Regions from separate parts of the Mus musculus genome. Here regions 1 and 3 are each linked to region 2. The links are chromatin contacts, called in public promoter capture Hi-C maps. All regions are on one chromosome and are shown on one strand. Each heading gives the region's core, a stretch centred on a gene start, on an enhancer-like site or on the middle of the called end of the contact. The rest is flanking DNA. Distances are from core to core; before and after follow the strand shown.

Region 1 (3,875 bases), core at 1,020-3,519, 230 kb before region 2:
GGACCTCTGGAAGAGCAGCCAGTGCTCTTAACCGCTGAGCCATCTCTCCAGTCCACTCATCCCCACCCCCCACCCCCCCAAGAGTTCTTAACAACTGAATCCTCTCAGCCAGGCAGTTGGTGGCCTGTGCCTTTAATCCCAACACTCAGGAGGCATGGGTAGGCAGATCGACATGAGTTCAAGACCAACCTGGTCTATAGAAGGCATTCCAGGATAGCCAGGCTACACGGAGAAACCCTGTCTTGAAAAACCAAAACAAGTGAGTCACCTCTCCAGCAGCCCCTCCCCACCCCATAGCAGTCGATTACAAAGTTAGGAAGCACCATCACCACGTGAAACACCACTGCCCAAGTAGAGGACCCAGTGTCCACGACTGGGAACAGATCTAGATTGCTTGGTCATATGTAGAAGTTTCTATCTCCTCTAATCCCTTAGAGGAGAAGCCCATGTGAAATTATGATGTTTACTTCTGTGGAGACAAGGTCTGACTGGCCACAGACTTCCTTGTGTAGACGACAGGACGACCTCCGTCTTCTAATCTCTATGCACCGCTAAGGTTGGGATACAGTGTTTGTACATGCTAAGCAGGTGCTCTACAAACCAAGCCACGCCCCCCAGGCTGACATCATAAGTTAGTGCCTGATGATTATCTCTTACAAAAGTAAACTCACTGTGTGTTTAGTATGTACAAACGGGGCTGGAGAGATGGCTCAGCGGTTATGATCACTAGCTGATGATCTTCCAGAGGTCCTGAGTTCAGTTCCCAGCACCCACATAGCAGCTTACAATTGTAACTCCAGTTCTAGGAGATCTAACATCGTTTCGTGATCTCTGCGGATGTGAGCAAACACTCTTATACATAGAATAAAATAAACCTTCTGAAAAATTCTAAAACCAAGGCCATCCTGGGCTACCAAGTGAGCCCTTGCCTCCAAACAAAACAAAACTCCAGCATGAGGATAAATGTGGGTAGGGGTGGAGCTGGGGGCAGTAAACTGTGGGAGCCTGAGATTGCTCAATCATGAATGTCATTTTAGATGTTTTCTTTTTAAGAGTCTACTCGGATGGTCGCTTTAGAGACCAATGAGGACCCCGAGACTGAGGTAAAAATGGAAGGTGAGTCACCAAAACGCTTGTTATTGTCACATGGTCAGGGTGACTTTCCACGCAGCCCTCACTACTTCTGAAATGATTATTGTACGGTGGTGATTGGAACCGGTGTGTGTATGTTCACATTCATGCATGTGTTGGATGAGAATGAGCCATAGGCTCCCATGTGTGAATGCTTGGTCCCCAGTTGATGGAACTGTTTGGGAAGGATTAGGAGGTGTGGCCTTGGTGATGGAGCTGTGTCCCTAGAGGTGAGCCTGGAGGTTTCAAAAGGCCCCACCATTTCCAGTTAGCCCTCTCTGCCTTGTGCTCATGGATCACGATGTGAGCTCTTAGTTACTGCTTTAGCACTGTGCCCGCTTGCCTTCTGCCACAAGGGTCATGGACTCTAACCCTCTGGAACCATAAGCCTAGTAAACTCCGCCTTCTATAAGGTGCCTTGGCAATGGTTTCTTATCATAGCAACACAAAAGTAACTAAGACAGATGACCATGTCTCGATGCATGGAGGAGTCAGAGGACATCTTTGTGGAGTCACTTCTCTCCTTCCTTCCACCTTGAGATGGGTCCTGGGGACCGAACTCAGGCCACCAGCTTTGCAGAAAACGTACCTTTTCCCACTGAGCCACCTCACTGGCCCTCAAATAGAAATAGAATTAGCCCTCTCTTTAGCCACAGTTAGAATTAATTTGAGGGTTTGGTTGGTGGGGGACACAGTATGGTGTCCACATCCTCTATTTATGAAAAGCCAGCAAGGCCACTTGGAGCCCTGGGTCCTGATAGTTTCACCTTTGCAACGAGAGTAAAAGGTTTAATGATGGCAGCTGTCTCCTTATTGGGTGGGCCGCAACAATCAATTGTTTTTGAAGATGTCACCATGTACTTTATTAAGCAGAAATGGGCTAGCCTAACACTCACTCAGAAGGCCTTGTACGATACGGCGGAGGACCTTGCACAAGTGTCTTGTCTGGGGCTTTCTCCAAACCAATTCTCATTGCCAAGCTAGAGCACAAGCTAGAGCAACCCTCATTGCAAGCTAGAGGCGGAGTTCTCCCAGTCAAAGGAAGCCTTTGGCAGTGGGGGTTAGAAAGCAGGCTTCACGGGGCACCTCTAAGAACTGAGCAAATACACCCAATGAGCCAAAAGCACAGCGCGTGCAGTGAAAGTAAACATCCCTCCAAATCAGCCGAGCAGACAGGAAGAGAGATTAACTCCTGACCTGTCTATCCCAGCTTGCCGAGGAAGGCGAGTCAAGAGCCAAGTTGAGTGATGTCCAGTGCACTGTCTCTTTTTCTGTAGTCACGTGGACTTCCTCAGAAGCAGTGCTTTTCAGTTCACTACAGCTCTTCAGCTGGATGTAAGGAATCTCAGGCCTCCCTCTCCCTGATGATCATCCTGTTCAGCCGCAGAGTACAGGGTCAGAGGATGCCATCCATCTGGCACATTAACAGCTGTCACAATGTTGCAACAAAGTACTGAATTAATGAGACTGCAGGGCGGTGGTGGCGCACACCTGTAACCCCAGCACTTAGGAGTCAGAGGCAGGAAGATGTCTGAGCTCAAGGCCAGCCTGGCCTATAGGACAGCCAGGACTTCACAGAGAAACCATATCTTGAAAAAAACAAAAACACAAACACAAACCAAAGAGACTGAAGAAATGGCTTAGCCATTGAGAACAATGTTGTTGATCTTCTGGAGGACCCAAATTTAGTTCCCAGCCAGCTCCCATCTCGTGTGGCTCCCAACTGCCTCTAACTCCAGCTTCTTCTGGCCTCTGTGTGCTTACATGCTTGCATCCCAACATAGACACACACTCATACACATAAATGAAAAGACATTTTTTTCTAAGAACATCAGCAACTTAAAAGAGGAGGGGAGACAGTCTTTCCCAGCGTAGCAGACACTGCACGGTAGCCAGAGCTGGAGGCAGCTGATCACATTGTATCCACAGTCAGGAAGCAGACAGATTGATGCTGGTGCTCAACTTTCTTTCTTCTTTTTGTTCAGTCTGGGCCCCCAGAGCATGGGGTGGAGCCCCAACATCAGGTTGAGACTTCTCTCCTCAGTGTACACTCTGGAAGCACCCTCACAGACATGTCCAGCCAGATTGACCTTGAAGGTCAACCATCTTTCAACACCGCACACAGGGGTGGGGATAGGGAGGCAGTATCCAGGCTGCACTTCTCCTTATGTAACACTTGGGTATATTTTAGAGACTTGCAGATTTTCTGGTCACTCTGACTCTTTCTGTTTGCTCTCAAGGAAATGCAAGTCCATCCAACCTTGTAAACTCTGCAGCAGGTGTTGAAGACCTTAGGATCATACAGGTGACAGTCGCAGGTGGGGACATCCACTTAATGTCTTCATCATTTGAATCACAGTTTTCTTTTTTGTAAAGTTTGTTTTCCTTTATTTAGGTGTGTATGTGTGTCCAAGCGTCTGCCATGTGAGTGCTGTGAGTGTGGTACCCAGAAGAGGGCACAAGATCCCTTGAAGCTGCCCTGAAACTGGCTCTGCAGACCAGGCTGGCCTTGAACTCAGAGATTGGCCTGCCTCTGCCTCCCGAGTGCTGGGATTCGAGACATGTACCACCACCCAGCTGTATTTATTTTTAATTTGTCGTGATTTACTTTGTTTCCTGGGTATGAGTTTTGTCTGTGTGTGTGTGTGTGCACTATGCAGTGCCTAGTGCCCATCAAGTTCAGATTGGAAGGGTAAGATGCATGCGCTGGAAAGGAAACAGGACCTTTGCAAGAGCAGCAAGTG
Region 2 (4,171 bases), core at 882-3,381:
GCCAGGGCTACACAGAGAAACCCTGTCTCGAAAAAAACAAAAAACAAAAAACAAAAAACAAAAAAACAAAAAACAAGAGACACAAACATCCAGGAGCGTGGCCTCACCCTCAGGACAAGAAAACAGAACGCTGGGCAAGGCCAAGGCCAGGAACCAGGCCCTAGGTTTTAGGTCCAGAATTCATGCCACCTTCTAGAGATACTGGGGCAGTGGAGTGGGGGGGGGGGGAGAAGGATGTGTTTCGGGTCTGGTTATTAGAAGTCCAGAATCCTAGGGGGTGCTACACAGCCCTCAAGGGCAAGGGGTCAGAGTCTCAGGGCAGAGATAGGTGTCCTTCCCTGTGTTCTGAGGCTTCAGTTCCTCAGAGGGACCCTCTGTCATGTCTCTCCTAGCTCCCCACCCCACCCCCGCCCCCGAGGCTCTGGTTATAGAGGGAGGGGTGCAGCTGCCCCGCGCCTGTCCCTAGGAGGGGAGGCCAGGCCTTGGTAAGCACAGTTCCTTTGGAGGGTCAGGTTTCCACCAGTTATTTAAAGCCTGGCTTCTGGCTCCTGGTCCCTGGCTCCTGGCTCCGGTTAGGCGACACTGGCAGCCGCCTGCGTGACCAGGATGAGAAATCACAGCGCTATCTGGGACCTGAGTGCCTATGGCAACTGGCAGCGTGGCCTTGGAGACTAATCTCCAGGCAGCAGGGCCTCTTCTGGGGCGGGTTACTGCTCCTCACAGCGCAGGCTGCCTCTAGCTGGGGAATGGATGGAGCAAGCCCCTGGCCTGGCAGAGAGGACATCTGGCCAGGTGCCTAGACATAGAACCTCCCACAACCATACCTTCTGTGTGTGCATGTGCCTACAGGCAACACACACACACACACACACACACGCACGCACACACACACACACACGCACACTCACATGCAAAGACAGAAATGGATGTCACACATGCAGCGACCATAGCCAGGAGCTCACACACACCACATCAGCATGCTTGGGCGTCAAGCTGGGAAGGGATATCTCTATGACAAGACAAAAACACAGACTACTGGGATTCGAACCAGTTTTTGAGGGTTTTTTTGGGGGGGGGGGTGATGTTTCGTTTTGTTTTCTGAGGCTGGGCCTCAGTCAGTTTAGCCTGGCCTCTAATTTTTGACGTAGCTGAAAAAGGACCCTGAATCCCCTGGTCCTCCCGGCTCATCCCCCTAAATCCTGGAGGACAGACATCTATCACCACATCAATACATGTAGCGCTGACGACGGGGACCCGAGGCTGGCTGCCAACTTGCTATGTAGCTGAGGATGACTTTGAACTCCTGATTCTCCTGCCTCAGTCTCCCCAGTGCTGGGGTTACAAGCACCAGCCATCTTTGTTCCTTTGACTACGACTGCACTCTGTCCAGGATAGAAGTGTAGTAGAATAGTGTAGCCTCCCCCAGTCTGAAGCAGGCTGGTTCAGACTCGGTTGCCACTGAGAATTAGATCACCTGGGGTGGAGCCTTCCTGCCTAGATGGCTCTATGCTGCTCTCCTTCAAGAAGTTGCTACCTGCTGAGAGGCCCCTGAGATATTCCGGAGACCACACCCTGTCCTGCACGTCATCACCTGCAGCTGGTTCCAGACACCAAGAATGGATGGGCGGGAATGGGCCCCCCCCCCCCCACTTTATAGACACAGATTGCTATTAAACATTTGAGCCTAGATCAGGAACCTTGACTTGGCCTCCTTTATTTCTCTCGACCGCCTAGTTTCTTTCAGTCCCCGCCTGCCACCCAGGTGTACCCGGTCCATGTGAGCCGCAGGCCAGCTCGCAACAGAGTAGGAATGTAGCTGGGCTGGCAGAATATGTCCCCAGCAAGCACAAAGCCCTGGGCTCAGTCATAAACTGGGCCTGGTTGAAGCCAGCCTGGGCTGTAGAAGACCTGACCTCAACAAACAAAAACCCTCAAAAGGCAAAATTAGTGGCAAGCAAGAAGCACAAAATGATGGGCGGCGATGGGGGGTGGGGAGGAGTGGCTCCCCAAAGGAGATGATGCCAGAGATGACCTCAGCAACGCGGTCATCAAGGGGGACGCCTGCCCCGCCCCAGCCCAAAGTACCCACCTCCCAGGCCACAGAGCCGAGCAGACTTTGAAGGCTTGCCAAATGACTGGCTGCCCAGGAAACCCAGCCGCCAGCCTGGGCCGCCCACGTGTCGCGGTCAGGGTTGAGCAGGGCAGCAACCTCGGCTGGAGGCTGGGCAAGTGGGTGAGGTGGAGATCAGGGTGTGCAGTGATGAGGTGAGGAGCAGGAAGTAGCGGGACAACCGAGAGTGGCCTTAAGGCCCTGGGACCAAGGACCTTCACGCCAACACAACAGGAAACACACAGAGAAGGGCTTAGAGCAGGTGCAATGTCCAACAGGACTGAGGGGTCATGGCTCATGTAAAGCTGCCTGAGAAGAGAAGCGAGGATGATGCCAAGCCTAAAGCAGACAGGAAGACGTCAGGACGGTGGTTTAGGGGTACACGGGGTCCTGAGACACCCAACTCAAACATTCACAGGGATACCAATACCCTGGGAAAGAAAGAAGGCAGAAGGGGAGAAGCTGAGCCTCTGATTGGATGCCCAAGGCTAAGGGGCCTCCGGGCAGGGCCCTGGGCTGGAGAGCTATGGGGGGTATCGCGGAGAACAAGGGATGGATGAGAAAGCGGCCGAGGTATAGAAAGAACAAGAAGGTGGAGTTAGGCAGGTAAAAGACTGGCCACTGAGAGCCTCGGAATGGCAGGTCAAAGGTCAGGAAAGATGTGAGGACACCAAAACCCTAGGGGGACAGGGACTTGAGAGGTCAACAGAGTGGACGGTAGAGGCTGTGAGAGTCATGGTGGGCTCCACGGAGCTTCCTTCTTTAGGAAGAAAAGCATGGTTTAATGAGACACGCACCACCCAGGGTTAAGAGGACCTTGCTTCCTGAAGCCTCCTACACGCCGAGTTGAAGACCCACGTCCAGTGGGGCGCCTGGACTCCACTCCCTTTTCACGGGCCCAGACACTGGTTAGAAATTCAGGTGACCACCTCAAAGCACCTCATGGCCAGTTTCTCCTACATTCCATCTGATGGGAAAGCAGTGTGGTGGTCTGACCCAAAAGCTTGATGTGGTAGAGATGGTGGTCCCAACCGACCTCCCTTCTCATTCTGACCACTGCGGATAGATGGCACCAACAACAGTGTCTGCTATACAACAGGTACTCACACATCAAGGGACAACCACAAAACACTGAGAGAAAAGCGCTGTTGGCCAATTCCTGTGTTGTGTGCACCCCCAGTGTACACATCAACAAACCAGACAGGCGCAGCAGTGCTAAGTCAAACAGCTTTGATTGACTGCTTGCTTGAGACAGGGTTTCAACTAGCCCGGGTTAGCCTCCCAACTTGCAATGCAGTGGAGGATGGCCCTGAACTCCTGATCCTCCTGCCTCCCCCTTACCAGGGCTGGGGTCACAGGTATATGACACTACACCTGGTTTATGTGGTGCTGTGAATGGAACCCAGGGTCCCCTGCCACTAAGGTAAGTACTCTATCAATGGAACTACACCCCCAGTTTGAGGCCAGAGAATTCTTATGGGGTCATCAGAATATAGGCGATCTGTCTTCAACTTAAATGGTTGTTGTAACCCCCCAGCCTGAAACAGGCTGATCCAGACTTTGACCTTGCTGCCACTAAGGAGATTACCTAGGGTGGAGCCTTCCTGCCCAGATGACTATTGTTCAGCCACTGCCACTGTTCTCCTTCAAGACACTACTACCTGCTGAGAGGCTGCGGAGCTATTCCAGAGACTACACCCTATCCTGCAGCTGGTTCCAGGCTCCAAGAATGGATTAGCAGGGGATGAGCCTCCCCCCCCCCCCCTTTTTAAGCACAGTTTTCTATTAAACATTTGAGCTTTGATCAGGAACCTTGACTTAGCTCCATTTTTCTCTCGACCGTCTAGTTCTCTCTCTTTCAGCTCCAGTCTGCCTCCCAGGTGTACCCCGTTTCTTGTGAGCGGCAGGTCGGCTCGCAACAGGTTGTATCTGAGTGACTGATGGCAGATGGAGTAGAAGGTGCCAGCATTGACATAAAAAGTCTTCCTGTAGATACTAACATTGCCTGGAATCACCCAGTGAGGGACTGGGATGTGGCTCAGTTGTAGAGCACCTGCCTAG
Region 3 (4,397 bases), core at 1,349-3,848, 140 kb before region 2:
AGAACTGTCTTCCCTCTCCTGCTGGAGAGGCTGTCTATACCCTGCGGCGCTAGCCACTCCAACAGTTACCGGAGTGCAGGAAACCAGGCCCGGGACTCATCACTCAGACTGACTGCTCATGGCATACGGGACTTTCCTGGGAACAATCACCCAGCTGGGCTATTGTAGTAGCCTCGAGCATTCTCTTCTCCACTACATTTCTATAGCTGGTCCTGAAGATGGAGCCCTTGAAACCGCCATCTTTGTGGTGCCTACCACAATGTTGCCATAGCACCCTGAACCAGCCCCGGGAGCCATGTCATGAGAGTGCTCTTTCTCTTGGACCTGTACACAGAGAATACACCATGAAGCAGCTAGAGGTCATCACCTGCCCCTAACAGCAGGGAGGGAGAAATAAAGAAAGGCTAAAGGACCACAGGTGAGCAGGCCCTGAGATGCTGGCTTCTTGTTCCCAGAAAACCTCCAAGAGAAACAGCAGGAAGGTTCGGAGGCTGGTGTCTAACCAGGACCAGTAGGGGCAAGGGGAGACCAAATTGCCCTATAAAAACCCCAAGCCAGTGTTCCTTTAACAAGCCTGGAGCCTCGTGGTTCTCACAGCCTGAGTCCCTGCAACTTGGTCTTTTGTCTTACAAAGTTGTTCAGTTCCTTGTGTCCTCACAGACAGCCCCCACCAGCACCCAGCTCACACCTCCTCCTACATGACCAAGTCAGTGACTTGTCTTGACCCACTTCCCCACTCCCACAAATACACACGTCACATCCTCTGTCTTTTTCAGGTGTAATTCATTCTTAGGAAGCTTGAGATGCCGTATCTAAAAATAATTGTATTTAAAATTTGCAAACTACAAAAATAAAATAAAATAAAATAAAATAAATAACAATAAAAACACTGCACTTACAATACTTCACAAAGTCTTTTTGGAAATCTTTTCTGGTATTGACAAAAGCACGCCCTCTTTCGGTTCCAACAACAAACACGTCGGTCTCATACACAGCAATGCAGGCCACCTCAGCCTTGGACTTGGCCAGCTCTTTACACTGAAACAAAACCAGACAACATTACACTATGTATAGCGATTTAAAAGCACTGATTCTTTCTAGATAAATCTAAAAACCTAACACTTAAAAAGTGTCTTAATGCCGGGCGTGGTGGCGCACGCCTTTAATCCCAGCCCTCGGGAGGCAGAGGCAGGCGGACTTCTGAGTTTGAGGCCAGCCTGGTCTACAGAGTGAGTTCCAGGACAGCCAGGGCTACACAGAGAAACCCTGTCTCGAAAAACCAAAAAAAAAAAAAAGCGTCTTAATATATAATCAGGACGCAAGTGTCATTCACATCTTTTTGGGTTTTTTTGTTTGTTTGTTTTTTGAGACAGGGTTTCTCTGTGTAGCCCTGGCTGTCCTGGAACTCACTTTGTAGAACAGGCTGGCCTCGAACTCAGAAATCCGCCTGCCTCTGCCTCTCTGCCTCTCTCTCTGCCTCTCTGCCTCTGCCTCCCGAGTGCTGGGATTAAAGGCGTGTTTCTGTACCAGTGATGACAGATTTTTTTTTTGGTCATTTACATCTTTAAATTAAGTGAAAGTAGATGCTGTACCTAGTTCTAAAGGGGCTGGGGGGTCAAACAAAATCAAAACAACAAAAACAACGTACAGGAAGAATGAAAGTGCTGGGCGGTAGTGGTGCACGCCTTTAATCCCAGCACTCAGGAGGCAGAGGCAGGAGGATTTCTGAGTTCAAGGCCAGCCTGGTCTACAAAGTGAGTTCCAGGACAGCCGGGGCTATACAGAGAAACCCTGTCTCAAAAAAACAAAACAAACAAACAAAAAAAAAAAACCAAAAAACAAAAAAAAAGAATGAAAGCAAGAACATACACACAAGGTAAGATTCCTCAAGATACAAACTCAGATTTGCAGACGTGCACTTTGTGAGGCCTTAGGGAGGGCAGCGTCCCAAGGGTCAGCCGCCTCTGCTGCCAGGAAGAGCTGGCAGGGGAGGGGTGCTGTATCGGGGAAGTCTGAAACTGTAGTCGTAGTGAGGCACTGCTAGGTGGTCTAGGAGCCCGAGGAACTAGTGCCACCACCTGAGAGCAGATCTGAAGCCCACTCATAAGGCAATTCCATGCCTAAGTGTTTGGCTTCTTTGGAGTTTTTTTTTTTTTTTTTTGGTATATTAAGACAGGGTCTCATTATATAGCCCAAAGTGTGCTAGAATACTAAAAAGACCCTCCTACCTCTGACTGACTTTACGAAAGCTTTCTGATGGAATTAAACCTCCTGAAGAACCTGAGGGCTGGGGATGTGCAGGGTGCAGAGCACAATGCTGGACCACGCCTGGCCTGAGTCCCAGCACAGAGACGTTCTATGAAACCTGGTTGGAAAGTATTGACTCCAAAGCTGAAACCTTGGGACTGCGAGGATGCAGCTCAGTTACAAGAGTGCTTGCCTGCTGTAATCCTAACATTTTGGAGACCGAGACAAAAAGGATCAGACAGTGCAGGTCAGATGGCCTCAAAATAATAATAGGCCCCAGGGAGACAGTGGTAGAGCGCTGGCCTACCACACGAGACACAGCGATGGCTCAATCCCAGCATCTAAGAAAGGAGTAATAATTAATCCGTTTAGTTACTGTTTCACAGAAACCACTGGCAGAGCCACAGAATCTCACCATGGACTCCAGGGCAGACATGAGGAAGGTCACCACCATCCTGCTCTCTGAAGACTCTTCATCTTCGGCAGGCAAGGCAGACATCACTACTTGGGCCATGATTCCTGCACGAGGAAAACACAGGGAGGTGAATGTAGAAGACCCACCATGGCCAGTGCTCTATGCGTCCCGGCCCACGTCATTTATAGTTTCATAGCTTTCTTTAAGATATGTGCTCAACTTCCCGTGGCGTGTCATTTCTGTAAAATTAGCTCAGCATCACACCCCAACTAAACCCAGATGGCACCCAGACCCAGTGACATCCTCTCCAGGGAGAGCAGCCACACTTCGTGATCCAATTCACAGGCAAGCCACAAACTTCTGCCTCTCCCCTGTGTGCACCCACAGAAAGAGCAGGTGGCGTTACTGTGGCCGAGCCAAGCTTCTTCTCTAAGGAAGAGGCTGCAGGGCCCTGGGTAGTACCTATGAATCCTAACACACACTCTCTTCAGGCATAGTTTTTGGTTCTATGGTATCAACAAGACGGCACATAGGAATTTCAAACAACAAAAACGTAAGATAGTAACAGCTAGAAAAGATGTGGAGAGAATTGGAAAGCTTCAAACTGCTGCACTGCTGCTTTGGATAATTCCTTAAAACAAAATTAAACTCAAAAGAGAATTATGCAGTCCAGCCACTGCACTTCTGGGACTGCAATATGATTTGTGCTCTCAGATTCATGGCATTCTAACAGTCTAACGGTGGCCGGAATTAGCAAAATGTGAGCTATGCATGTAATGAACATCACTGCGTCTTTACAAGCAGGACATTGGGCTGGAGACGTGGCTCTGCTGCGAGAGTGCTTTCCTGACCAGAATGAAGGCCTGGGTTCCAGCCCGTCTTGTGCACACCTGTGGTCCCACCACTAAGAGGCAGGGGCAGGAGGTTCAATGACATCCTTGGACAATGTAAACGCAAGGCCTGTCTGGGCTAATGACACTGTCTCCAAAAGGAAAAAGAGGAAGGAGTGTCTCATCTGTAGTGGTCTGACTGCAAATGGCCCCCAATGGCTCTTACATTTGAATGCTTGGTCCCCAGTGGATGGAACTGTTTGAGGAGGAGGAGGAGGTGTGGCCTTGCTGGAGATGTCATTGGGGGTAGGCTTTGAGATTTCAAAAGCCCAAGCCATTCTCAACTAGCTAGCTCTCTCTGCCTCATGCCTGTGGAGCAAGTGCAAATTGCCAGCTCCAGCACCCCATACCCTGCCCGCCCGCCTGCCCACCCACCTGCCGGCATGCTCCCTGCCATGATGGTCATGCACTCTAAACCTCTGGAACTGTTAGCCCCAAATTAAATGCTTTCCTTTATAAGCTGCCTCGGTGCTTTTCATAGCCATCGAGACGTAACTAAGACATCACGCATGCTGTAATACTTGGGAGTACTGCAAATGAAAGAACCACCGCGGAAGGGCAAAGCCCACGTGACTCTAGTCCCGGGGCACGCCTGGAAGGCTCAAATCCAGAGACTAAAGTAGAATGGCTGCAAAGTGGGAGCAGAGGGGAGAGGCTGACAGAAAGGAATAAAACTCAGGTGGCTTTAATACCACTGGCAGGCAGAGGCAGAGGCAAAGGCAAATTAGATCTCGGAGTTCGAGGCCGACCTGTTCTACAGAGTGAGTTCCAGGACAGCTAGGGCTACACAGAGAAATCCTGTCTCCAACCAACCAACCAACCTCAAACAAAACACCCTCAGGTGG

The links. Capture Hi-C pulls out chosen DNA fragments and counts their contacts.
Region 1: a contact with region 2 is called in a promoter capture Hi-C map of liver. The contact joins two enhancer-like sites. A contact is called at or near these places in 2 of 39 promoter capture datasets (cranial neural crest and maxillary cranial neural crest), 3 of 484 Hi-C or Micro-C datasets (CD4 T cells, bone marrow-derived macrophages and liver), 3 of 115 datasets of contacts at active chromatin or transcription factors (the NIH/3T3 cell line and embryonic stem cells) and 2 of 9 other capture datasets (adipose tissue and liver).
Region 3: a promoter capture Hi-C map of pancreatic islet shows a contact between it and region 2. The contact joins two enhancer-like sites. A contact is called at or near these places in 1 of 39 promoter capture datasets (cranial neural crest), 1 of 484 Hi-C or Micro-C datasets (CD8 T cells), 2 of 115 datasets of contacts at active chromatin or transcription factors (embryonic stem cells and memory CD8 T cells) and 3 of 9 other capture datasets (adipose tissue, liver and pancreatic islet).

What each region holds. Positions count from the first base shown.
Region 1 is chr5:134,207,827-134,211,701 of GRCm38.p6, forward strand. Gtf2ird2 (GTF2I repeat domain containing 2) reads left to right here. Exons shown (of 16, transcript NM_053266.1): 11 at 1,054-1,116; 12 at 3,372-3,449. Among named protein-coding and RNA genes, the nearest start is that of Ncf1, 20 kb to the right of the region's middle. Within about 2 kb of position 2,270, at least 17 of the 459 cell types and tissues checked have an H3K27ac peak or open chromatin away from gene starts, as enhancers often do. A contact at or near this core is called in liver, where this site is marked.
Region 2 is chr5:134,435,475-134,439,645 of GRCm38.p6, forward strand. The region is part of intron 1 of Gtf2ird1 (general transcription factor II I repeat domain-containing 1); the gene reads right to left. Among named protein-coding and RNA genes, the nearest start is that of Gtf2ird1, 19 kb to the right of the region's middle. Within about 2 kb of position 2,132, at least 154 of the 459 cell types and tissues checked have an H3K27ac peak or open chromatin away from gene starts, as enhancers often do. A contact at or near this core is called in liver and pancreatic islet, where this site is marked.
Region 3 is chr5:134,292,848-134,297,244 of GRCm38.p6, forward strand. It overlaps Gtf2i (general transcription factor II I), which reads right to left. Exons shown (of 34, transcript NM_010365.4): 2 at 2,663-2,766; 3 at 900-1,038. The coding sequence starts at 2,761. Among named protein-coding and RNA genes, the nearest start is that of Gtf2i, 20 kb to the right of the region's middle. Within about 2 kb of position 2,599, at least 48 of the 459 cell types and tissues checked have an H3K27ac peak or open chromatin away from gene starts, as enhancers often do. A contact at or near this core is called in liver and pancreatic islet, where this site is marked.